7 separate regions of the Mus musculus genome follow, and all the other regions are linked to region 2. Evidence: chromatin contacts called from public capture Hi-C and promoter capture Hi-C data. All regions are on one chromosome and are shown on one strand. The core of a region is the stretch at or near the end of the contact, and the rest is flanking DNA. Distances in the headings are between cores, read along the strand shown. Region 1 holds the start of Ap4m1 (adaptor-related protein complex AP-4, mu 1). Region 2 holds the start of Trim56 (tripartite motif-containing 56). Region 3 holds the start of Zscan21 (zinc finger and SCAN domain containing 21). Region 4 holds the start of Zfp113 (zinc finger protein 113). Region 5 holds the start of Rasa4 (RAS p21 protein activator 4). Region 6 holds the start of Mblac1 (metallo-beta-lactamase domain containing 1). Region 7 holds the start of Upk3b (uroplakin 3B).

Evidence for each region. Promoter capture Hi-C pulls out the DNA fragments that hold promoters and counts their contacts. Capture Hi-C pulls out chosen DNA fragments and counts their contacts.
Region 1: a contact with region 2 is called in a promoter capture Hi-C map of liver, with 2.0 times the contacts expected there. The contact joins the promoter of Ap4m1 here to the promoter of Trim56 in region 2. A contact is called at or near these places in 9 of 39 promoter capture datasets (3T3-L1-derived adipocytes, the C10 cell line, erythroid cells and 4 more), 1 of 484 Hi-C or Micro-C datasets (B cells) and 1 of 9 other capture datasets (liver).
Region 3: a promoter capture Hi-C map of pre-B cells shows a contact between it and region 2, with 4 times the contacts expected there. The contact joins the promoter of Zscan21 here to the promoter of Trim56 in region 2. A contact is called at or near these places in 2 of 39 promoter capture datasets (the 3T3-L1 cell line and pre-B cells), 1 of 115 datasets of contacts at active chromatin or transcription factors (large pre-B cells) and 1 of 9 other capture datasets (adipose tissue).
Region 4: a contact with region 2 is called in a promoter capture Hi-C map of liver, with 4 times the contacts expected there. The contact joins the promoter of Zfp113 here to the promoter of Trim56 in region 2. A contact is called at or near these places in 8 of 39 promoter capture datasets (3T3-L1-derived adipocytes, the C10 cell line, fetal liver and 3 more) and 2 of 9 other capture datasets (embryonic stem cells and liver).
Region 5: a contact with region 2 is called in a promoter capture Hi-C map of liver, with 3 times the contacts expected there. The contact joins the promoter of Rasa4 here to the promoter of Trim56 in region 2. A contact is called at or near these places in 2 of 39 promoter capture datasets (both in liver) and 1 of 115 datasets of contacts at active chromatin or transcription factors (pancreatic cancer cells).
Region 6: a promoter capture Hi-C map of liver shows a contact between it and region 2, with 4 times the contacts expected there. The contact joins the promoter of Mblac1 here to the promoter of Trim56 in region 2. A contact is called at or near these places in 2 of 39 promoter capture datasets (hippocampal neurons and liver).
Region 7: a capture Hi-C map of embryonic stem cells shows a contact between it and region 2, with 2.1 times the contacts expected there. The contact joins the promoter of Upk3b here to the promoter of Trim56 in region 2. A contact is called at or near these places in 3 of 39 promoter capture datasets (hippocampal neurons and liver) and 1 of 9 other capture datasets (embryonic stem cells).

What each region holds. Positions count from the first base shown.
Region 1 is chr5:138,170,713-138,174,164 of GRCm38.p6, reverse strand. It overlaps Ap4m1 (adaptor-related protein complex AP-4, mu 1), which reads right to left and starts at 2,144. Exons shown (of 15, transcript NM_021392.4): 1 at 1,917-2,144; 2 at 1,728-1,816; 3 at 1,272-1,378; 4 at 1,097-1,193. The coding sequence starts at 1,974. Mcm7 (minichromosome maintenance complex component 7) reads left to right here and starts at 2,282. Exons shown (of 15, transcript NM_008568.3): 1 at 2,282-2,439. The coding sequence starts at 2,409.
Region 2 is chr5:137,114,829-137,118,282 of GRCm38.p6, reverse strand. Trim56 (tripartite motif-containing 56) reads left to right here and starts at 2,076. Exons shown (of 3, transcript NM_201373.4): 1 at 2,076-2,171; 2 at 3,330-3,454.
Region 3 is chr5:138,115,401-138,118,770 of GRCm38.p6, reverse strand. It overlaps Zscan21 (zinc finger and SCAN domain containing 21), which reads right to left and starts at 1,866. Exons shown (of 5, transcript NM_011757.3): 1 at 1,764-1,866; 2 at 851-935.
Region 4 is chr5:138,154,157-138,157,299 of GRCm38.p6, reverse strand. Zfp113 (zinc finger protein 113) reads left to right here and starts at 1,556. Exons shown (of 5, transcript NM_019747.4): 1 at 1,556-1,670.
Region 5 is chr5:136,082,515-136,085,713 of GRCm38.p6, reverse strand. Rasa4 (RAS p21 protein activator 4) reads right to left here and starts at 1,798. Exons shown (of 21, transcript NM_133914.3): 1 at 1,537-1,798. The coding sequence starts at 1,601.
Region 6 is chr5:138,192,587-138,195,692 of GRCm38.p6, reverse strand. Mblac1 (metallo-beta-lactamase domain containing 1) reads right to left here and starts at 1,379. Exons shown (of 1, transcript NM_177878.3): 1 at 72-1,379. The coding sequence starts at 1,295. The coding sequence ends at 513. Cnpy4 (canopy FGF signaling regulator 4) reads right to left here. Exons shown (of 6, transcript NM_178612.4): 5 at 3,015-3,106; 6 at 1,799-2,928. The coding sequence ends at 2,792.
Region 7 is chr5:136,036,372-136,039,936 of GRCm38.p6, reverse strand. Upk3b (uroplakin 3B) reads right to left here and starts at 1,441. Exons shown (of 6, transcript NM_175309.4): 1 at 1,051-1,441; 2 at 746-895. The coding sequence starts at 1,135.

The DNA.
Region 1 (3,452 bases), core at 895-3,394, 1.1 Mb before region 2:
CTGATCCATCTGCCTCTGGATGCTGGTATATTAAAGGCACGCACCACCATGACCAGCAAAGGACTCTGTCTTGAACAAGGTAGAAGGTCAGGACCAATACCCGATATTGTCCAACAGGAAAGAGAAGGACACACAGGTGGAGAAACGGAGCCAGGGAGACAGACAGACATCCTGTGAGATAGCTCTGCTGGTGCTTGCTATCAAGCAAGCCAACCTTAGTTCAATCCCAGGGACCTAGACAGTATGTTGGTTGGGAACACGCAAAAGAAACTTATTTTAAATAAAATCATTTCATTTTTAGACTCCATTTAATCATAAGGAGAAGCTAAATTCAAGATCCCAGGCTCTGGGGGAGCTGAGGACTTCCCAATAGCTGAACGGCTTCTGTTGTAAATAGTTGCCTGAGTCCAGACATCTTTTTTTTTTTTTCCCCAAGACAAGGGTTTCTCCGTGTAGCCCTGGCTGTCCTGGAACTCACTTTGTAGACCAGGCTGGCCTCAAACTCAGAAATCCACCTGCCTCTGCCTCCCGAGTGCTGGGATTAAAAGCGTGTGCCACCACTGCCCAGCTGAGTCCAGACATCTTAGGAACAACTTGTACAGTTGTCTGAGTCCCGCCATCTTAGGGACAGCTGGTAAGAGAACAGCTGTTTGAGTTCAGACACCTCAAGGACAACTTCTCCATCTTGCTGGCAAGATCAACTAAGCTCGTGTTCTCAAGCCCAGAAAACTACTCCTAATCTGATTGGTCAAAGTTCCCTTGCTCAACCCCTTATGTCAAAATATGATTGGACAGTGCTACAGCTCACCCCACTCCCCTCCACTTTGTGGTGTCAGCCTTTAACTGCTAGGCAAGTTCAGGAGTCTGTTCTACAGCCCTGACTGATCAGTACTGGCTTGATTACAATACCTTTTTGTCATCTGCATTGACCTAGTGCTTGAGTTATGGTGGATCTATATTGGATTTAGCAGATTCTACAACAAGTAGAAGATACCTGATCTCCACACATGTGCAGTGATGTGGGCAAATACACACACACACACACACACACACGTGAATAAATAAACTTAAAAAGACCAAAGTTTTTGGGCTTTACCAGCACTTCATCCAGGAGTTCGTAGACAAGCGCCACATTGCGTGAGATGGTTCCCTCATTGAGTGAGCCACAGTAGTCACCCAAGAGAGTGGCTAGCCTAAGGAAACACAGCAAATTATGTGTGAATAAACCTCACACGCCCTCCTTCTTAAGTGCCTGTCCCAACTCTACTCACCGGGAAAGCAGCTCCAGAAGGCTGAAAGGAGAGACGTTTTCTAAGGTTGTGGCCACCAAATAGAGCCCACTGTGTCTGATGTGAATAAAATGACGATCACCGTGATACTGAGGCAGAGTTGAGGACAGAGGCCATTAAGAAAAGACCAGAATTGTAGTAAGGAAACCTGCAAGATGGCACCCTGAGGTCTACTAGTGATGGGCGATGCCCCAGATCTAAGACCTGGCCGCCTAACGTGGAAAGGTAGTATCTACCTCTCAAAGTTGTTGATAGTCAAAAAATAGGGTGCATGGCTCTGTAACTGGCTTCTTGTTAGTACTCAAAACATTTATAAACAAATCCTCCCCACACACACACCCCCGCCCCCAAGCTTCCTACCAAGCTGCCCTTGACAGGGAGGAGGCACTCACCCACCTCCACAGTTCTAAGGCCCTGCACACCAACCACAGTAGTTACCATGACAACCGGGGACTCGCCTCCAGGCAGTCCCGTCAGCTTCCGGTAGAAGAGCTCTGCCACATCACGACCACCACTGTCCCCGCGGACTAGCCAGGTGGAAAGATAGTTAAGGAACAGGCGACACAGACTGATCTGGATTCGATTTCTACCCAGCTACCCTACCCCGTCTCCCGGGTCAAAGGATACAGTCTTTATAGATGAGCGGATCCCCCTTGGAAGACAGAATGAAGAACTGGGAAATCATGGCGGTTCTGGAGGATAGACGAGAACACGGTGAAAGTTGAACCCACCCCGCCTTGTGGACGCGGAACAAAAGGCCGCACGGAGGCTGGCGCTTTAAGAAACACTCCTCCCACACACACACTCGCGAGCATTAATTTCGAACCGCGGGAAACAGGGTGTCCAACCCGCCAGGATCTGGCAATCTTTCAACGGCCCGCCCTCAAGCCCCTTGTCATTCAATCTAGACTCGTCCATTGATTGGTTAAAGTTAGGGGCTGGCAGCAGTTGGGAACCCCCTATCTGATTGGCGGGTTCTCAGCCGCACGGGTCACATGGGTGACGACGTTTCGCGCCAATTTCGGTTGGCCGGCTACGTCCCGCCGCGCGTTCGTTTTCTGCTTCCCCAGAGAGAGATTTTTGAGCCCTTCAAGTCCTGCCACACCGTCCCCGGCAGCGATGGCGCTTAAGGACTACGCGATCGAAAAAGGTGAAGATCTATAGGGCTGGGGGCGGCGTCCTCGGAGGGAAACTTCTACCTGCACCTGTTGAGGGGTGCTGGAGTCTTGGGGTCGGGCGGGGGAGGGGGAGTGAGCCGGGATCTGTGACTCCGAGGACAGGCGAACTGCGCCTGCAATAAGCAGTGGGCGTCAAGGATGGAGGAAGCAATCCTCCTTGGAAAAGGTGATGTGTTTGTGTTATGGAGAGAACCCAGTGGAGTCCACAAAGGAGGGGCGCGCTCGGTAGAGACCGGGTGACTTGGTTCAATGCATTCAATACGTGACCCAAGGGACTAGGTTACTGGGCCAGCCTCTGCTGCTCGGGGCGCTAGCGAATTCCCGCGTCCACTGGAGACTGGCCGAAGTCCAGAGGCGGGGCTTGCCAGACCGCTACGCGCCGCGATTGGTTGTTTTCGGCCGCCCTCCAAGCGGAAGTAGAGGCGGGCGGAAGTGGCGCTACCCGATCTTGGGACTGTCGTGTGTAAACAGTGTCCTTCCGCGCGGTGGCCTCGGAGATAGCTGCAGTAGGTAGGGGCGTGCCTAGAATTGGGAGGCTAAGCGCCCGGTGGCGAAAGGTGGCAGTGTGGTGGACCCGAATGGCCCTTTGGCGTTCTGGCCAATCCCCGCTCGGCCACCCGTCTCGGGCGGAGGAATCCTGGGCTGTGAGGCGGCTGGAATCTGGGCCCATGTGCTTCTTTGTTTACTAAGAGCGGAAGCAGTGGCGGGAGCCGGGCATGAGTGCAGAGGAGGCCTAGTGGCGGACGTCCTGGCGGGAGCCTAAGAAAAAGAGTTGTACTGGTAGAGCGAGAGCCGAGGACCTTAAGTCGATTGGGAGCGAGCTGAGAGAATTGAAGAAACTGAGATTCCTAATTAAGACAGAGTGTGGAATTCTCTTGGGAAGGTTGGGTAAGACTCTTGTAGCTGCCCGAAGACCTATATTCTTCTCTGTGTAAAAACGGACTTGTGAAAAGGAACACTGCCTACTTTGGGGAGAACTTGGTCG
Region 2 (3,454 bases), core at 827-3,326:
TTAAAATGTACTTTATAGCACAAGGGTCTGCTATGGCCCCTGAAAATCACAGGCAGGCTGGGAGAGCAGGCTGCACTGGATCTTTTTGGTTTTTGGTTTTGGTTTTGGGTTTTTTTTTTGTTTGGTTGGTTTTTTGGTTTTTTTTTTTTTTTTTTTTTTTTTGGTTTTGGTTTTGGTTTTGGTTTTTGGTTTTTCCAAACAGGGTTTCTCTGTGTAGCCCTGGCTGTCCTGGAACTCACTCTGTAGATCAGGCTGGCCTCGAACTCAGAAATTCGCCTGCCTCTGCCTCCTGAGTGCTGGGATTAAAGGCGTGTGCGACCACGCCCGGCTGGATCTTATTTTTTAAGCCTCAAGCCTGGTCCATTGCTATCTTAACACGTTTTAAACGTTTAACTTGATTATGAACATGTGTGTGGGGGGGGGGCACACAAGCTCCATGGGCTGGATGTGGAGTTTGGGAACAGCTTGTGGAGTCAATCCCCTCCTGCCAGGTGGGTTCTGGGAACTGACGCTGGTCCTCAGGTTTGGTGGCAGGCACCGTTATTCGCTGAGCCATCTTGCCATCAGAGCTATTTTAATGCTGTTATTTGGAATCTCTCAAGTCGGCAACCTTCACAGCAAAGGAATTCACTCTGCTGGAATTCCTGCTTTTCCGCTGGCAAGAGGTGTTACCAGGCTTGAGAGCGAGGGACTCTGGTGTCCCCTGTTCCAAAGCCCACATCCTTTTCTGTTTGTTGAAACAAGGTCTCACATGTCTCAGGCTGGCTGGAACTCGCTATATGTTGAAGATGACCTCAAACTCCAGATCTTCCAGCCTCTGCCTCCCAAGTGCTGGGGTTATGCCTAGTTTATTAGGTGCTGTGGGTGTAATCCAGGGCCTCGGGCATACCAGGCGAGCTTTCTACCACTGTAAGCCATTGAGCCATATGGGGGTGAGTCCACCCCAGTGCAACCTTAATCTCTCTTGTCTTTCTGTGCTGTCTGGTTTTTCCAGGCCTTCCCCTTGGAATTGTACTTTTTTTTCTAGGCTAAAAAAAAAAAAAAAAAAAAAAAAATTTCCAAAGATGGAGGTGGTGGTACACACCTGAAATACCAACACTCAAGAGGCTGGGGCAGAAGGATCTTGAAGCTAGCCTGGGCTAAATAACGAGACTTTGTCTAAATATATACATAAGAAAAAAAAAACACCCAAAGTACATTTTTTTTTCTGAATATGTTGCTTTTACACCAGCATGAAGCAAAAATTTGGGGGAGAGAATAAAAGGGTAGGGAGATCGACAAGGTGAACCATGTTAGGTCTGCTACCACCCCAATGACTTCCTGTCCTCATTTTGATTGACTACCTGGTTTGTGGCATCCAACAATGTTAGTCAATTCCTCCCTCTACAACGTCTGTTGTCTTCCACGGTTCACACGGTCCCCTGTGATTCTTTCAAGCTTCACAGGCCTTAAACTTGCCAAGTATCTGAGGCTAGCTAGCATGGAACCTCTGGTCTTCCTGCCTCCAGCTCCCAGCGCAGGGATTACAGCTGTGGCCCACCACCGAAGGCTGAGGATTTCGGATGTCATTTCTCTGTCCCTGCACACCTGTTGCTCTCAGAACGCTCTTGCCCCGGGAAAGCCCCCAAATGCTCCGAGACCTCCTCAAACACATCTCTAGACAGCCTCCTCCAGAAAGACTGCGCTAAGCTCTGGAAATGTTCTTATCTGGGGCTCACAGCTTCAACGGTTAGCAAAGGACCCACGAGGAGCCTCGCCCACTGGCCCAATCGCTCATCTGTCATTCCTTGCCACACATAAACATCCTGACCCGATAAACATGCTCAGAGAATAGATTCTGGGGCAGTGTCTTGTTTGCAACACACACACAAGCTGACAGCTTGAGCCTGGGGCTACCAGTCGCCCTAACCTGTAGCCCCCAGACCTTCCTGCTGGAGTCGGGTCTGGCCTTATTGCCCCGGCCAGAGGGGAGGGAGGGTTCCAGGGTGGAGTGGTGAGGAAGGCGGGGCTTGCGCCCCAGAGTAGTTGTCCCGGGCCGGGGACGGAAGTTGCACCACCACAGTACGATTACTTTCAGTTTTGTTTCTCTTGCAGGTAGTCAACTGCTGGCGGTAGCGGGATTTCGGGGCTCCCCGGTCCTGCTGGGAGAGTCCAGGATCAGCTGTGGCTGGGTAAGGAGAGCCCGGGAAGGCGGATGGGGTTAAGAGCCAGCACCCAGAAAGACTAGCCTGGGGGGAGGGGAGGGAGGAAAGGGGAAGTGAGAAAGCCCGGGAGAGGGAAAGGAAGGGAGGGGAGAGAGGGCAGAGGGGACCTGAGAAGCTTGGGAGGACAAGCTTGGAGCCAGGCCCTGTCCCTCAGCCTCCCACCTCCCACCTTGTGTCCTGAATCCTACACTCACTGAGTGTAGACAACCGCACCCCCACCCCCCACTCCGAGTTTGTTTGTTTTTTTTTCCTCCCAACACTGGGGAAAAAGAAAAGTGATCGCTCTCATTCTCTCTCTCAAGGCTAGATCTCTCTGTAGGGCAAGCTCAACCAGAACTCACTATTGTAGCCCCAGGCTGTCCTGAAACTCACTTTTAAACCCAGGCTAGCCTCAAATTTGTGGCAAGCTTCCTGTCTCGGGCTCCAGCTTTCTTTATTAAGTCGCCACCGTGCTGGGGACTTACAGTACCTTCCCTCCAGGGGATTCTAGAATGAGTTTGGTAGGAATGGTAAAATTAGAGGACTCCAGGAGTCAGGCCAGATCTACATGACCCCCAGGTCCAGGAAAAGGAAGGAGATGAACTTTTTCTCCCTGAGCCTTCATCTTGATCTGTTGTTATTTTCAAAGCTAGATGGGGCAGGAAGTAGGGCCCCTTCCACCCTCCCAGGACACCCTCCCAGACAGATGGATGGACAAAGACTGCGGGACCCTGTCCAACATCGAAAAGCACAGTGCTCGCATGCCCCTGACCTGTGTGTCCTTCCTGGCTGCCCCTTGAGTCCTAGCACCCACTGATAACAGGACCCATGGCAAGGTGAACGTGGTGGTGCTTGCCTGTGATGTGAGCACGCAGGAGACTGAGGCAGGAGGAGCACAAGCTTGGAGCTAGACCCAGGAGCAGGGCTGCCTAGCTCACAAGAAGCCCTAGGTTGCTTCTCCAGTGCTACATAAACTTCCCAGGGCTCCGGAAGTGGAGGCAGGAAGTTCAGAAGGTCAAGGTCATCCTGGGCTACTTGGCCAAGTTTGAGGCCAGCCTGGGCTACATGAGACGGGAAGGGCTTGGGCTACACCTACCTTTGGCCCTTGACCTGGTATGTTACTAATTAGAGTATTCTATCTCTGAGGCCTGGGGGCTACCTGGTCTCATCTTTCCCACAGGCTCAGCACTTCCTACAGCCGGTCGCATGTTTACGTTTGGTGAGTGTCTGTAAAGAGAACAAAGTGGAAGAAAAAAACCCTTCCCCTGGTA
Region 3 (3,370 bases), core at 617-3,116, 1.0 Mb before region 2:
TGGTTTCTGAAAATTCCTTAAATAGTCATAAAATCAAAAAGTATGTGGGTAGAAAAACAGGCCTAATTTAACACTTTCATAGAAAAAAAAAAAAAACTTTAAAAAGGCTACCTAAAGCAGGGTGTGGTATGTACACCTTAATCCCAGCACATGGAAGGTAGAGGCAGGAGGATCTCTGAGTTAGAAGCCAGCATAGTCAACAGAGTTCCAGGACAGACAGGGCAACACAAAGAAACCCTGTTTTGAAAAATAACAAAAAAGCAAAACCAAAGCTATCTAAAGGTTGTTTTGTTTTGTTTTTAAAGATTCATGTATTATTTTATGTCTAAGAGTACACTGTTGCTGTTTTCAGACACACCAGAAGAGGGCATAAGATCACATTACAAATGGCCATGAGCCACCAAGTGGTTGCTGGGATTTGAACTCAGGACCTCTGGAAGAGCAGCCAGTAGTGCTCTTAACCACTGAGCCATCTCTCCAGCCCCTATCTAAAGGTTTAACTCAACTGACAAGATGGCTCAGTGGGTAACAAATGCAACCGACCTGCTGCCTGTTTTGAGACTGGTGTCCATGTAATGGAAGGGAAGCAGTCAACTATGCCAACTATCCTTTGACTCACACACACACACACACACACAGAGTAAAAAAATAAAAACCTAACTCTCGAAGTCTAGCAGCAGGCTTTTGGTCACTTCCCAATTTTTCCCTCCTTTATGCGAATTCTACAGTTTATAAGTCCCCCCCCCACACACACACACTCCCTTAATCAGCCTCAAATTCATTCTGTGCAAGACGAAGTGTAAACAAATCAAACTATCACAGATTGCATCAAATGAACAGCAATTATTACCTTGTAGTAGATAATGCCCTTAAGACACTCTGCACTTGGAAACTCCAAGCTGAAGTCGTGGTGGTGCATACCTGTAATTACAGCACTGAAGAGAACAGAGACAGGAGGATCACCAATTATACACCAGTGTAGGCCATACAGTAAGACCCCGTCTCAAACCGAGCAAACTAATTTTCAAAAAGCTTCCAGGCAGGCCAATAATTCTGAAGAGCATAACTACTGGGCAGATCTAGTAGCTCAGAGTGAGCCAAATTCTGCATCATTTCAATAGCCCTGAACCAATACTCAGTCTCTCTTCAGAAGCCTTCCACCACTTGAAAAACAATTTTCCTGTATTGATTTTGTTGTTGTTGTTCACAATTCTTTAAGTGTCCCCTTTCAACAGATTTCCAACTATGTCAGCCACCAAATAAATCAATCACCTTTCTATCCTATACGCGTTTTACAAACGATCGTCTAAAAATCTTTCCAGACTTGAGCAAATCCTTGTCCAGTGCGCACAAAGCCCACCGGGACCAATTCCCCGCCTGGACTGGACAAGACTCAAGACTGAGGAGATTCGGGTTTTCAGAGGTTTCTACACTTGGGCTTATTCTTAACAATTAGTTCTGAGTTTAGATCTCAGGGCTCTTGCTGGGGAAGAAAGAGGGCAGTTTCCGTCAGGTAACAGACAATAACGGAGAGACTAGAAATGCGATTCCGGAAGCAAAAGAATCAGGGTTTTGTTCCAGGGAGCCCTCGGGGGTGGAAAAGCCTTTCCTTAGAGCGGGCGCCGACGACGGCTGGGCGGGGCGCTCCTCCTCAATCTCCCAGAACCACCATGGAGGAACTCCCCGAACCAGAACCACAGTCGCTAAACCCGTCCCACCCTCTCGAAATCTTTTGGCCAACGCTCCCCGACCGCTAGGCTAACCTGGGACTCGCAGGCTCACCGTGACTCAGAACCGCTTTGGAGTCTGGAATCCTCACAGCGGCTGAACGACAGCACCACCGGAAGCGCGTCAGAGCCCCGCCCCTCTGGAGGGGGAGCAGCCGCCCCTCTAGGAATCCGAGCGTTGTCGGTATCCTGTTTCACCGGAGGCTGCGACTGTCCTGGTTGTGATCTGTTTCTCCCCCTATTTCTTTTTTTATTCTCATTCTCTCTTCCTACCCCCTCCCTTTTCTTTCTTTCGTTCATTCTTTTTTTGAGGGTGGGTGGTTTTTGGAGGGTTATGCGGCCCTGGCTGCCCTGAAACTCACTCAATAGACCAGGCTGGCCTCGAACTCAGGGATTTACTTGCCTCTGCCTCTCGAGTGCTGGGATTAAAAGCATGAGCCACCACTGCCTTGTTTTTGAGACAAACATGTCATTAGCCCTAGCTAGCCTGGAACTCTATGTATACCAGGCTGACCTCGAACTCTATAAACGATCCACTTGCCTCTAGATCAGTGAGTGAGTAAAGAGCTCATGCGTGAGGACCTACATTTGGATTTCCAGCACCACATAAAAAGACTATGGTACATCACATGCCTGTAATCCGAGTGCTGGGAGGACCCCTGCAGTCTGTTGTCTGGGCAGCCTAGCTCCAGATCAGTGACACCTTGTCTCAAAAACAAGGTAGAGAAGCAATTGAAGAAGACAGCTAACATTAACCTCTGGCCTTCACATGTTTGCAAACACACTGTGTACATGAGCACTGTAACAGTTAGGGTTCTCTAGAGTCACAGAACTAAGGGAATGTCTGTCTATACTGAGTGAATTTATTGTGATAACTTACAGTCTGTACCCCAGCAATGGTCCAAGAATCTAGTAGTTGCTCAGTCCCACGAAGCTAGGTGTTCCAGCTGGTCGTCTGTAGAAGTAGATTCCAACAGATGTGCTGGCAAGTAAGTGCAAGCAGCCGAAGAAGAGGGACTCTTCCTTCTTCCAATGTCCTTAAGCAAATCTCTAGCAGAAGGTGTGGCCCAGATTAAGTGTGTACCACCATGCCTGGCTCTTAGAACTCAGAGATCTCTTTGCCTTAGTTTCCTGGGCCTAAGTTTTTCTTTTTTGTTGTTCTTGTTTTGTTTTGTTTTTGTTTGTTTGTTTGTTTTTTGTTTTTTCAAGACAGAGTTTTTCTGTGTATCCCTGGCTGTCCTGGAACTCACTCTGTAGACCAGGCTGGCCTCGAACTAAGAAATCCACCTGCCTCTGCCTCCCAAGTGCTGGGATTAAAGGCATGAGCCACCATGCCCGGCATGGACCTAAGTTTCTCATGGCCACTATGCCTCAAGATCTCCATGCCAAGATCCAGGTCAGAATCTTCTTCCAGCCTCAAGATCTGGATCACAGGTGGATTGTAGTTCATTCCAGATAGAGTCAAGTTGACAACCAGGAATAGCCATTACAATCAAAAACACAGAGAACAATCTGCCTGAGTTCTTGTTTATGTATGAAGAAAGCAGTGTCTTGGCAGATCAGATCCAGTGTGTACTAGAGTGTAAATTGATAGCAAAGCTGAGACAAGATTTTGATTCTCTATTTGTGTATGCTTGTTCTAC
Region 4 (3,143 bases), core at 307-2,806, 1.0 Mb before region 2:
ATCTAAAAGCAAAGCTGTGGGCTGGAGAGATGGCTCAGTGGTTAAGAGCACTGACTGCTCTTTCGAAGATCCTGAGTTCAAATCCCAGCAACCACATGGTGGCTCACAACCATCTGTAATGAGATCTGACGCCCTCTTCTGGGGCATCTGAAGACAGCTACAGTGTACTTAGATATAATAATAATAATAAGTAAATCTTTAAAAAAAAAAAAAGTACTGGCTGCTCTTCCAGAGGACCCAGATTCCATGCACTCATATGGCCACTCATTACCGTAACTCCAGTTCCAGAAGATGTGATGGCTTCATCTGACCTATATCTGAATCAGGTGTGTGTGTATGTGTGTGTGTATGCAGGAGAAAAACACTCATTAAAATACTAAATCTTCAAATAAATATTAAATCTATTAAAATAATTTTTTGTCTTGCTTTTTTTGAGACAGGGTTTCTCTATGTAGCCCTGGCTGTCTGGAACTCACTCTGTGACCAGCCTGGCCTCGAACTCAGAAATCTACCTGCCTCTGTCTCCCAAGTGCTGGGATTAAAGGCGTGCACCACCACTGCCTGGTTAAAATAAATCTTTTAAAAACTGAGTGCTGAGTGCTTTAAAAAAAAACCCATGGTGCTATTTTGGATATAATATCATTAGCACCAACATAAATTCCAAATTTTAAAAATATAACTATTATACTTATCAAGCAGTGGAGAAATCATGTTAAAAAGGTAATCCTTTTTTCTACTATAAGAAGTTTTGAAATAAAATATTTTCTTAATTAGTGAGAATGTTCAAAATAATTAAAGAAAAATTGATGAGTAAAAAAAAAAAAACAAAAAAACAAAAAAAAAAAAAAAACAAAAACGGGGGCTGGAGACATGGCTCAGTGGTTAAGAGCACTGACTGCTCTTCCGGAGGTCCTGTGTTCAAATCCCAGCAACCACATGGTGGCTCAAAACCATCTGTAACAAGACCTGACTCCCTCTTCTGGTATCTGAAGACAGCTACAGTGTACTTACATATAATAAATAAAATAAATCTTAAAAAAAAAAAAACCAGAAAAACAAAACAAAAACCAAAACCCATGGTGCACTTTTATTTATTTATTTTTTTGTTTGTTTGTTTTGTTTTGTATCATAGGCCAGGCTGGCCTCACAGAGATCTGCCTGACTGTGCTTCCCCAGCGCTGGGATTAAAGGCGTGCGCCATCACGACCAGCCAATGGTGCACATTTATATTAAAGGATTCTTCAAGTTTCATATATTTGCTATGGAGGTGATGGTGTACTCTCTCTCTTGCTATGGAGGTGATGGTGTACTCTCTCTCTCAGAGCCACTAGAACTTGTGCCCTGAATTTCCTGGACCTCCAACTTCTTCAGCTTACGCATCGTCCCTTCCCAACCTGGCCAGCAAGTGGCGCAGTCTGGTGCCCTTGTTTCCCAGCACCATCGAGAACAGCACCATCAGCGTACCATCGAGAGATGAAGACCTCCCATTTTCCTAGAGAGAGCAAGTGGGCATTTGTTGTCCTGGGTGGTGAGAAAGGACGACCCGGAAACGATATGGGGAGGGGCAGTTTCCGTTCTTTGTTCTGTTCTCCGTTGTGTGGGTCTGTAACAGGGTCCAACAGGACCTGTTTCGTGTCCGGCCCCCTAAGTCTTACGTCCCTGTCCCCAGGGTGAGTGGGGCCATCTCCCGGACTCGCGGTGAGGTGGAAGTTGTGGTCTCCGGGGAAGGGGGTTGGTGTTCACACGTCCGCGGCCCGCCGGGGTTCTGGGCCCACCTTCCTCCTGCAGTCGCTGTCCAGCTCCGCAACCCTAGCTGCAGGCGCGCAGCGTGATCCCGGGTGTCGCGTAATGGGACTCCGGGTCTGCTTTTGTGTCTCTTACCGTCCCCAGCCCCAGTGTTTAAAATTCCTAGCGTCGCTACGGAGGTCTCCCTCTCTTTAAAACAACTGATGACAGATTGCCACCCTAACTTGGTACTCTCAGCACACCGATTTCTGTGTGAGGGCAGGAGAAGGAAGTTTTTCCTTAATTGGATCGGAAAACCAGACAGTAGTTCTGGGTCGCAGTGAGAACTAGGGCTTGGGAGGAGGTGCGAACTCGGGTCCTCCGTAACCTCACCAAGATCTCATGTCCTATGGCTATGAATAGGGTTTTTTTGTTTTGTTTTTTGTTTTTTTTTTTAAGCTTACTGACTGATACCTTTTCGTGGACATGCTGGGGCCGGCTCCCTGCAGAAGTGGCCGAGTATGTCCAGTGCATTAGCTGGCTAAAACATTGAGAACCTAGTTGAACACAGAGAACCTTAGTCCATTTCAGCTCTCTTAGGGTGTACTGAAAAGACAGTATGTGATGGTCTTTGCTGGTAGTTCCTAGCACATTCCTTTACCCTCCGTACTTCTTAAGTACCTATATTAGACATAAACTGAACCCGATTTCCCCATTTTGACCCCTTAATCATACAGAACTGGTAGAACCTAAAACAGAAATTCTCAACCTTCCTCATGCTATGACCTTTTAATGCAGTTTCTCATGTGATGACCCCCAACCGTAAAGTTATTATTGTCACTACTTCATAACCGTATTTTTTTTGCTACTGATAAGAACAGTAATGTAAATATCTGTGTTTTCCAATAGTCTTAGGTAACCCCTGTGAAAGAGTCATTCAACTTTCAAAGGGGTCACGACCTACAAGTTTGAGAAACAATGACCTAATGTGAATTTCCAGGAATTAGCCAAATTGGCTTGCTCACATCTAATCCCAGCACAGAGGCAAATGAAGCAAGGCCAACTTGTCCTATACAGTGAATTCCAAGCTAGTCTGGGCTATAGCCTGATTCTTACCCAATAAAGAAAGACCAAACCAAACAAACAAAAACCTCAGAACTGCACAAAAGGTGCTAAGTTTCCAGTCATCGCTACCTTAATCCTATAGTGAGTTACTCCAAAGAAAGAGGAAAGGATCCAGGAGGCGAAGCCTCTCTTGACCTGTGCTTACAGCCAGGTGGTCTTTAATCCCAGCACTCGGGAGGCAGAGGCAGGCAGATTTCTGAGTTCGAGGCCATCCTGGTCTACAAAGTGAGTTCCAGGACGGCCAGGGCTATACAGAGAAACCCTGTCTCCAAAAAACCAAAAAAAACCCCAAA
Region 5 (3,199 bases), core at 549-3,048, 1.0 Mb after region 2:
CCTTTCCTGGGCGTGGAGACCTCTTCTCAGAGTCCCAGAGCCACGGGTGAGGCCCAGGTAGGCACAGCCCAAGAGCTTCTGGAGGTTGGCGCCAGAGCCAGCTGCTGGCAGGGATGGGGAGGAGGTGACAGACGGAAGGGGCTGCTCCTCCCAGCAGACACCAGCCAGAGGAAGCCAAGATGACCTGGTTTACCAATGCCCAGGGAAGGGAGGGGGGCCTAAGGGCTTGCGGGAGGGTGTAGGGGACTGAGAAGGCCTGGAGAGCTGGGGCCCGAGATCCCCTGTGGAGGCTCAACCAGCCTCCACCCTAGAGACCTAATTTCCACTGGAGCCCCTCCTCCCTTTATGCACAGAAACCCACCTTAAGTCAGCCCACCCTCCTCCCTCCCCATTGCCATGGCAACTGCTGAGCTGGCCTCTTCAGGCCCAGGGGGCCTTGAACTGGAACCGCTCCTGGCACTGAGAGTGCTGGGAGAGCCCGCCTGCCCGCCGGAGAGATGAACACACACACACACACACACACACACACACACACACACACACCTCCCCAATTCTCAGTTCTCTGTAGCCAGGAAACCCACCGGGACCCGGAGCGCACTTTGAACCCTAGGCCTCTGCCCCGCCCTTTCTTCGGTTTTATGATCGTGGCTTCTCCCCGACACTAGGATTTCAAGCACTTGGGTCCAGAAAGGGAAACTGAATCTTTGCAAATGAGGACATAAGAAAGCCACGAGACACGTTCTAGGAGTCACGCAGTTGACCTCGGGAACTCACTAAAAACAGTGTGACAAAGGGGTGTCCGAAAGCTCCCCAAATCTGGCGATGGATTAGAGGAAGCTTTATGAAGGACGGTAATGCATTTTAGGAGCCCTAGATTCACGACCTTGCTTTGACACCACCAGCTAACATTTCCTGTCTGTCGGCATCGGTTTTCTAATCTGTAAAGTGGTCCGAGGAGAAATGCCTTGCAGGGAGCGATTAAAGGGAGAGGCCCGGCAAAGTCAAGGGAGACTCTAAATCCTGCCTCTATGCATCCCTCCTGTCCCCTTGACCTACACCCCCACCCCCACTTTTCACACCTGCATGCCTTGCCCAAATGAATAGCGAATAGCGAACAAGTCCGGCGGACAACTCTTGGGGTTGTTATGGACTCCCAAACTACAGAGAGAGGGGGGGACACTCCGCCCCTTTCAGCCACACCCTGGGCAGTTCTTGCGATGCCATCCCAGTGCCAGTTTCAGTCTTTTAAAACTCCTGCCCCCCTATGAGCCCTGGCTTCCTGCTGTTCCCAGGTGGAGAAGCCCCTCCCTTGTCTCTAGCCCTCCGCCTCTAGCTTGCCCCTCCACTCTGTCAGGTATTCACAGCAAATCTCGCTGTCCCCATTTTCGTAGCCAGTCCCCCTCCGTGGCTGTACACGCCACATCCTCTCCGCTGCTCTCCTTGTGGGGAAGCCCTAAGGACCCCCCGCAAAGGTCAAGTATATAAAAGGGGATCCCATCAAAGTTGGGGTGGCCACCACCCGTACCCACTACTCACATGTCCTTGGCGGGCAGATTTTTCCCTTCTACGATTCGGATGGACAGCGAACTGCGCTTGGCCATTGCGGGTCGGCGACGTGGAGGCCTGGCGGGGAGGGGTTCGGACTCATGGGTCCCCTCTCGGGGTAAGGAGGGGGAACAGTGCGAGTGGCGCTGCAGGCAGGCGGGTGCGGAGGCCAGAGAGGGGAGCGCTGGGGCTGAGGGATCTCCGCTACTCCATTCACCCCTCCCCGCCCCTCCTGCGGGGGCGGGGAGACACTGCATGGAAGGACCAATCAGCGTCCTGGATGCCCAGAATGGGCGCGGCCTATGCGGCTTGCGTCCCTCATTGGCCACCTGGAAGGGAGGGCGGGCGGGGCCTGCCCCGAAGTGTAGCTGCTGGCACCCGGAGATTCTTCCACCACCAGGATCCCTCCTGGTGCTCTCGATTCTCAGAGAGAGAGCCCAGGCTCACGGAGGGACCTGGGTGTGCAGCATAGCTGCAAATCCATTAATGGCCGCACGCTGGGAGTAACTTGTCTGTGACAGACCTGGAAAGATGTGAAGACTCAGGCAGTTGGGAAAGTTTGAGGACATCAAATCTGGAAAACAGGATTGTTTGGGGCGTGTTTGTATTGTGGTTTCGTGTGTGTTCAGGTGTGCAGGTAGAGGCCAGAGATCACCCTCCGATTTCATTCTTCAAGATCCGTCCACCATTTATTTATTTGTTTATTTATTTATTTTTGAGACAGGGTTTTTCTGTGTAGCCCTAGCTGTCCTAGAACTCTCTCTACAGACCAGGCTGGGCTCGAATACAAAGATTCACTTGTCTCTGCCTCCCAAGTGTTGGGATTAAAAGCCTGCACCACCACCTCCAGGCTCTGGCTACCTTTTTAAAATTTTTGTTTTTTATTGGCTGATTGATTAGGGTGTGGCTTACATGTTGTGGTCCCAAGTGGAAATCAGAGGACACCCGCAAGAATCTTTTCTTTACTTTCACCAAATGGGTCCCAGGGATCAAATTCAGATTATCAGACTTGGGCAGGAGTCTTTCTACTGACCCATCTCCTCTGCCCCACCTTGTAAGACACAAGGTCTCTCATTGGCTTGAAACCTCCCCAGTAGTCTAGACTGGCTGGCCAGTGAGACTCCAGGATCCACCTTTCTCCATCTTGCCCACTTCTGGAGTTCTTTACAAGAGTTCAACACCATGCCCAGCTATCCATTAGTCCTGGGAACGAGTGATTCTTCTGCTTGCAAAGCAGTTTAGCAAGTGAACCATACTTACCTAGCCCTAGATCTGCATTCCAGCCCGCCATCGCTGCCCATACTGGTGACCAAACCTAGGTCCTTGAGTGTCCTGGTCAAAAATTCTGCTACGAGTGACATCATTTTATTCTTCTTTACCCCAAAATAAGATTCCATTGGGGATACAGACATACATACAGATTTTTTTTTTTTTTTGACACAGGGTTTCTTTGAGTAACCCTGACTGTCCTGGAACTCTATAAACCAGGCTGACTTCAAACTCACAGAGATTCCCCTCGCCTCTGCCTCTCCAAGTGCTGGGAATTAAGGGGTGCGTCATCAGCACCACTCCACCAGATTTTATTATGCTATGTGCACATATGCAGTACCTCTGGAGGCCAGAAGAGGGTATCAGATTCCCCCTGAAATTGGAG
Region 6 (3,106 bases), core at 130-2,629, 1.1 Mb before region 2:
CTCTTTTGCTGCAGCAGTTACAATCCCAAAGATTATTGCAATCAGCATTTTGCATTTACATCAGGACAGTATGACTTGCGGTCGATTTTTATTTTTGAAGGTCCTAACAAGAATATAAATCAGGATGGCTCAGCAGGTAAAGGGTCCCTGGCGTCAAGTCCGACAACCTGAACTCGATCCTGGGGACCCACAGGATGGAGAGAACCGACTCTTCCAAAGTAGCCTTCAGAATTCCACAGGCACACACGCACATCCCAAATACATATTTTAACTATTTTTTTTCCTATATTTTACGGAGGCTCATGGAGGATGTGGATCTAAGCCAGTCCTTTGTCCTGCTTAGGTTGCAATGATTAAAGGGGACTGATGTCAATCATTCTGTCCTGTTTGGAAGCTGCCTCCTAGAAAGCTGCACGTGACAAATATTGCTTGTCTTGACTGTGTCCTCTAGGTCTCCCGGACCAACTGACGCCGGTTCCTCGCTGGAAGGGGCTTTCCTGACTGGAGTCCAGTCAAGCAACCGCCTTGCCTTCACATATCAAATCCTCTGAACTTTTCACTGTTTCCCTGACCACTCGAAAGGGGGCTCCGTGACCAGGCACCACCACATCAGCTACGCTCAGAATCCTCTCCCGGCTCCGCTGCTGAGCTACTGGGTCTTCGCTCAGGGCCTGCCAGGAGTCCTCGTCACCAAGTCGCTCGAACACATCGCCAGCCACCACCACGGTGCCCAGGCTGGTGCCCTCCACTACGACGCTCACGTCCCGCTGTCCTCCGTGGCCCGGCGTGGCCCACACCTGCAGTCCCGAGCCCAGTATCAAGGGCTGCGTTTCACACAGCCCATGGGGCAGATAGAGACCCTCGGGAAGGCAGAAGTCATGGGAGACTAACAAAGCTGCCTCGGGAAACAGCCCCAGGTTCCCAATATGATCCGAGTGTCCGTGGGTGCCCACCACCAGAGTCACATCTTCGGGGGCCACGCCCTGTGTAGCCAGGGCTTCCAGCAGCGCACCCCGCGCCCAGGGTCCCCCGGTGTCCACGAGGATGGGGCCACGCACCGCCTCCTCCAGGGCAGTCTTAGAGCCGCCGTCTGCGGATGGGGCCAAACCGCGGCTGGAGTCCGAGGCCCAGCCCCGAGGCAGGACGAGAGTCACAGTGCCATCAGCACGCACCGCGTCGCCCGCTCCCTGCGGCTCCGCGTAGCCGCGCAGCAGAACCACCACGGAGTAGGAGCCGCTGGACGCCAGCAAAGGGATCTCACCATGCAGGGGCTCGGTGCGCACTGGACCGTTCATGACAAGGGAGATTTACCCCGCCACGGACGTCTGCCCAGTCCCTCCAAAATCCTACCGCAAGCCCCGCCACTCTTTCCAAGGTGCAACTCGTTTGCTACCCACCAGATCTTAAAGTGGTATCGCCCTCCACTACCACCCCTGCTGAAGATGGTATCGCCCAACTGGCCTTTCCATGCGACCTCAAGACTTCCTAGATTCTTTTGGTCAGTCCCCCCTTAGGCTTATAGTCGGTAGGTTCTCACGCATCCACATCTGAAAGATATCTTTTACTTCTTTATTCTAGCTGTTGTCTACTTTGAAACTAAACTATCGCTGTCCTTAAGGGTTTTTGTTTTCTTTTGTTTTTTAACGCTGGGAAAACTCAAAAGGTGAGAAAACGCGAGATTTTTTGCCTTTTATGGGCTTCCGTACAAACTACCGCGCCTGAACCACGGCGTAATCCTAATCCTGTATAGTTCATATTATGTATTACACTTAACTTCTGAGTTCTTGTTTTGTTTTTTATTTTCCTGATACAGGGGCTCAAGGAGACCAAGATGGTCTTGAGCTCGCTACATAGCTGAGGAAGACTGAGCTCTTGATCCTCTTTTCCAAGTCCTAGTGGTACAGTTGTTTTCCCAACCCCAACCAGTATCCTTGGGGTGGATAATTATAAGAACACCATTAGCAACTAATAGATAGCAGGCCAATGGCCCCACTGTCTGGGTGCTCCCTCATCGATAATGTGTGCATGTTTGAAATGGGACTCAGCTGATATATATATAAAAGGTTTAATAGCAATATAGAAAATATGGCACCTGTGAAATAGGAAATATAGCCCACATGTCTACCCCATCTAACCCGAGTATTGCTTCACTCTCTTCCAGCATCCTGTTCTTATTCACAGATTGATGGTATACGGCCTCATGTTTGCAGTGTATATTGGTTCTTGAGGGTCTCTTTTTGGCTTCTTACTTTAAGACAGGGTTCAGCTCTGGTTGGTCCCGAACTGCCAAGTAGCTGGATGGTATTCTGATATTCCTGCCAACGCTTCTTTGAGTGCTGAGATTACAGCGGTATGCCACCACATCAGGGTTCAACTCCCATCACTGTCCATACTAGGCAGGCACTCTACCAATTGCGCTGCTCGCTCTTCTCTGGCCTCTTGAAAGGGTTTAAAATAGACCCTTTAAAAAGCAAAGTGACTTTCCCACAGCTCACACCACTATTGACCAATCGGTGCAGGTGAAGACCAGTAAAACGTAGAGAAAAGTTTCAAAACTGTCACCACATACTTGTTCAATTAAGTGGCTGCATGTGGTTCAACCCTGAAGGCAAAACTTGCTTCTGCTTCTTCCCCCCTACCCTTCTCCTTTCCTGTTGCCATTCTGGGTCCCCAGGATCATAGCCGAGATCATACCAAGAAGACATTAGAAGCCTAGGGGCGGGGAAGGACGGGAGAGCACAAGAGTTTAGAAAACTCTCCACGACCCATCCTTGGGGTTCAAAAGTAAGGGTCAAAGATCTTCTGGGTCATGCTTGGGATTGCCTGAAGTCTTGGTTATCTCTTCTTCTTCTTCCTCCTCTTCGTCATCTGCCTCCTCCTGCCCATCACTGATCTTCTCCTTTCCAGTCCAAGCTTCCCGTAGACAAGCTGGGTGGAATGAGAAGAAAACAACCTCAGGGTTAATGCCGGGAACAGCTGGGAAGCTAGGGGAGGAGTCTGTCCTTTACACTTACCAGTTTCAGAGGCTGGAAGCACATGCCGCTCACAGAGAAAATGCTGGAGGGGCTGCTCCTGATGGTGGAAGTACCAGTCCCCTACAACATCT
Region 7 (3,565 bases), core at 192-2,691, 1.1 Mb after region 2:
GCCAAATCTGCCGACCTACGTTTGATCCCCAGGACCCACAGGTTGGAAGGAGAGACCTGACTCCCTCAAGCTGTCCTCTGAATTGCCCACGATCACGTCTGGACTGCTACATACAATAAATAAGCAAGTGCAAGACAGTTATTTTAAAGGAATAGAGAGCAGCGGACTGCTTCTGTCCCAGGAAGCGATCTGCAGAGGGCGTGACCCCACTTCCCCAGGTGACATAATGGGTCTCGATCCCCATCGGGGCTCCAACAACTCAGGATCACACATGAGATATTTACATTAAAAATTCGTATTGGTAGCAAAATTACAGTTATGAAATAGCAATGAAATAATTTTTTTGTTGGGGTGGGGGTCACCACAGCATGAGGAACTGCGTTGAAGGGGCGTCAGCATTAGGAAGGTTGTACTTGCCTAGCAATGCATAAACCCTGGCCTCTATCCCTGGTACCACATGGACTGGCATGGTTGTGCATGCCCACCGTCCCAGCAATTGGAAGGTGGAGGCAGTAAGCTCAGAAGTTTAAGGTCACCTGGGCTACAGCAGACCCTGTCTCAAAAAAAAAAAAAAAAAAAGGACAGGCTTTGCCCACCTTGTGCTCAACACATCCCTGGCTAATCTAATCTACAGTCCTGACCCTCACACCCAGAGACAAGGTCAATGTTACCATCCACCCAGATCCTCGGGTATCTCTTCTCAGCCCATGCCCTCACCCCAAGACCCCAAGTCCTCAGCACGCACCATTGCTGAAAGCCACCACTAGCCAGATGGTGTCCTTAGTTGAGACATGCTCATCAAAGACGCACCGAGGCTGCTCCAGAGAGAATGTAGTGGCTGTGATCTTCCCTTCCAGGTCCCAGGCTGTTATCTGCGGCACGTAGGCAATCAGGTCTATAGCCATGGGGGACAAAGGTGAGAATCGAGATAAGCACTGCTGTTCTGTGGGGCTCCCCCTCCCCTCCCCGATTCTCTCGGTCCAGGAGGTGTAATAGGTTCCCAGAACCCTAGGTTTGGCTAAGGGCATCCATTGCAAGAGCTCCACTCACCTAGACTCAGGCTTTGGGGGAGCCACACGAGCACCAGGAGAAGCAGGGGCGGCGGAGGGTGAGGCTGCCACCGCGTTCGCACCATGACTGCCACAGCACTTGATCAGGCCTGACCAGGCTTAGGGGCTGGTCCTGTCTCACCCCACCTCCGACACCTCTGGCCTACAGTTGCTGGTCACTTGGACTGCCAGGAGAACAGGAAAGACCTGAACCTATGAGCTCACCCCTCCCTGCTCCCAGCCCACCCCAGGGAGGGGCTCAGTGGGCTCCTGAACAGGGGCCCCACTCCAGAACTAAGGGAGAGGAGCCATTTAGGGTTGGCCTTCACGTGACCCCCCAGTCACCTCCATCCCAAAGCTGATGTCTAAATTGTGGTACCACCTTACTCCCTGGCCCTGGGAGGGAGACTCCCCTCCTCTATCTGGGCCCAGAACCACATGCCTAGGATTCCTGAACTCTGGGTGCCAGGAGCCACCCTCTGGCCATCCATCCTTATCCAGGAAGTGAGGAGAGGGGAGAGCCTGTGTGGTAGGCTGGCCCTGACCTAGTCCAGCCCCAAAGCAGCTCCCAGACACTGCCTGCCCTCCATGTAGCCTGTGCCCAAGGAGATATGTCTTCCCCAGCTCGGAATGTCCGTTCCTTCTCCAGTGGAAGCACTAGTCCTCCGAAAGGACGGGACAGCCTTTGGTGACTGACAAACATTTTGTTTATACAAACCCTACAAGTCCTTTTTGTTTGTTTGTTTTGTTTTGTTTTGTCGAGACAGAGTTTCTCTGTGTAGCCTTGGCTGTCCTGGAACTCACTTTGTAGACCAGGCTGGCCTCGAACTCAGAAATCTGCCTGCCTCTGTCTCCTGAGTGCTAACCCTACGAGTCTTATTCTATGTCGTTTTAAGTTTGTTTGTCTGTTTTTGAGACAGGTTCCCATGTAGTACAGACTAGCCTCAAACTCACTATATAACAGAAGATGACTTTTGAACTCTTTTTTTTTTTTTTCTTTTTTCCTTTTTTGGTTTTTCCAGACAGGGTTTCTCTGTGTAGCCCCGACTGTCCTGGAACTCACTCTGTAGACCAGGCTGGCCTTGAACTCAAAGGTCCACCTGCCTCTGCCTCCCAAATGTTGGGATTAAAGGCGTGTGTCTCTCTCTGCCTGGCAGTCTTTGAACTTTTGATGCCCCTGTGATCACAGATAGGCACTGCTAGCTTCTGCAAGCAACCTGGCAACCAAACACACACACACACACACACACACACACACACACACACACACACACACCCGCTATAAGACCCACAGACCAGTGACCCTGTGTGTGTGTATGCTTTTCAAACAGATCTTGCTAAGAATCTCTGGCCAACTAGGAATTCTTGCTGTGTAGTCCAGGCTGGCCTTGAACTCATGATCTTCTTGCCACCTTTTTCCAAATTCTGGGATTCATGTGTGCACTACTACAGCAGCATGAATGTGCCTTTTTTGTTTGTTATTGAAGACCTGGTTGGTACACAGTTCCTTGCATCCATGCTGATGTAGTCACCTTTCCATTGCTATGACAAAACACCATGCCCAAGGCGACTTATAAAAGAAGCATTTAGTTGGGCTTGCTGTTTGGAGGGTTAGAGTCCATGATGGTGGAGCAATGGCGTGGCAGTAGAAATACGCAAAAGCTCACATACTGATCCTCAAGTAGGAGATAGAAAGAAAACACTGGAAATGGCTTTAAAAACTCCAAAGTCCACCCCTAGTGACACACTTTCTCCAACAAGGCCACACCTCCTAACCCTTCCCAAACAGTTCTACCAAATAGGGACCAAGTATTCAAACATATGAGCCTATGGGGGAATTCTCATTCAAACTAACACACATACACACACACACACACACACACACACACACACACACACACACACACACACGCCTCCAACCCCTCCCTGGGGGATTCTAGTCAGGGGCTCTACCACTGAGCCTCACCCCAGCCCCTCCCTGGGGGATTCTAGGCAGGGGCTCTACCACTGAGCCACACCCTTAGCCCCTCACTGGGGGACTCTAGGCAAACACTACTGCTGAGTCACCCCTGAGCTGTTCATTAGGGTATTCCAGGCAAATTCTCTACAGCCCTAGGTTGGTGGTTTTCAGTATTTTCATAAGATTCACACTAGGGATAGCCCCTCAATAAGAGAACAATTGTCTGGCATTCATATGACCCTGGGTGTAGTCCCCTAACTACAAAAATAAATTAATTCAATTAAAAAGAAAGAAAAGATATTTATAAAGGTGTATGGCCATCAGTGCTAATGCCAAATCCCTTTCATTATCCCAAAGGGGAAGACTGCCTTAAACAGTTGATCCTTGGTCCTCCCCACTCCTCCACTGACTCCAGATCTACCTTCTGTCTCTCTGTACTTTGACTATAATGGACAGCTTACAGCAGTGGGTTTTACTGTTGGGCTGAGGGACTAAAAACTGAACGCAGGACTTAGAGCACACCAGGCAAACATTCCTTATAGCTCTAATCCCGGTC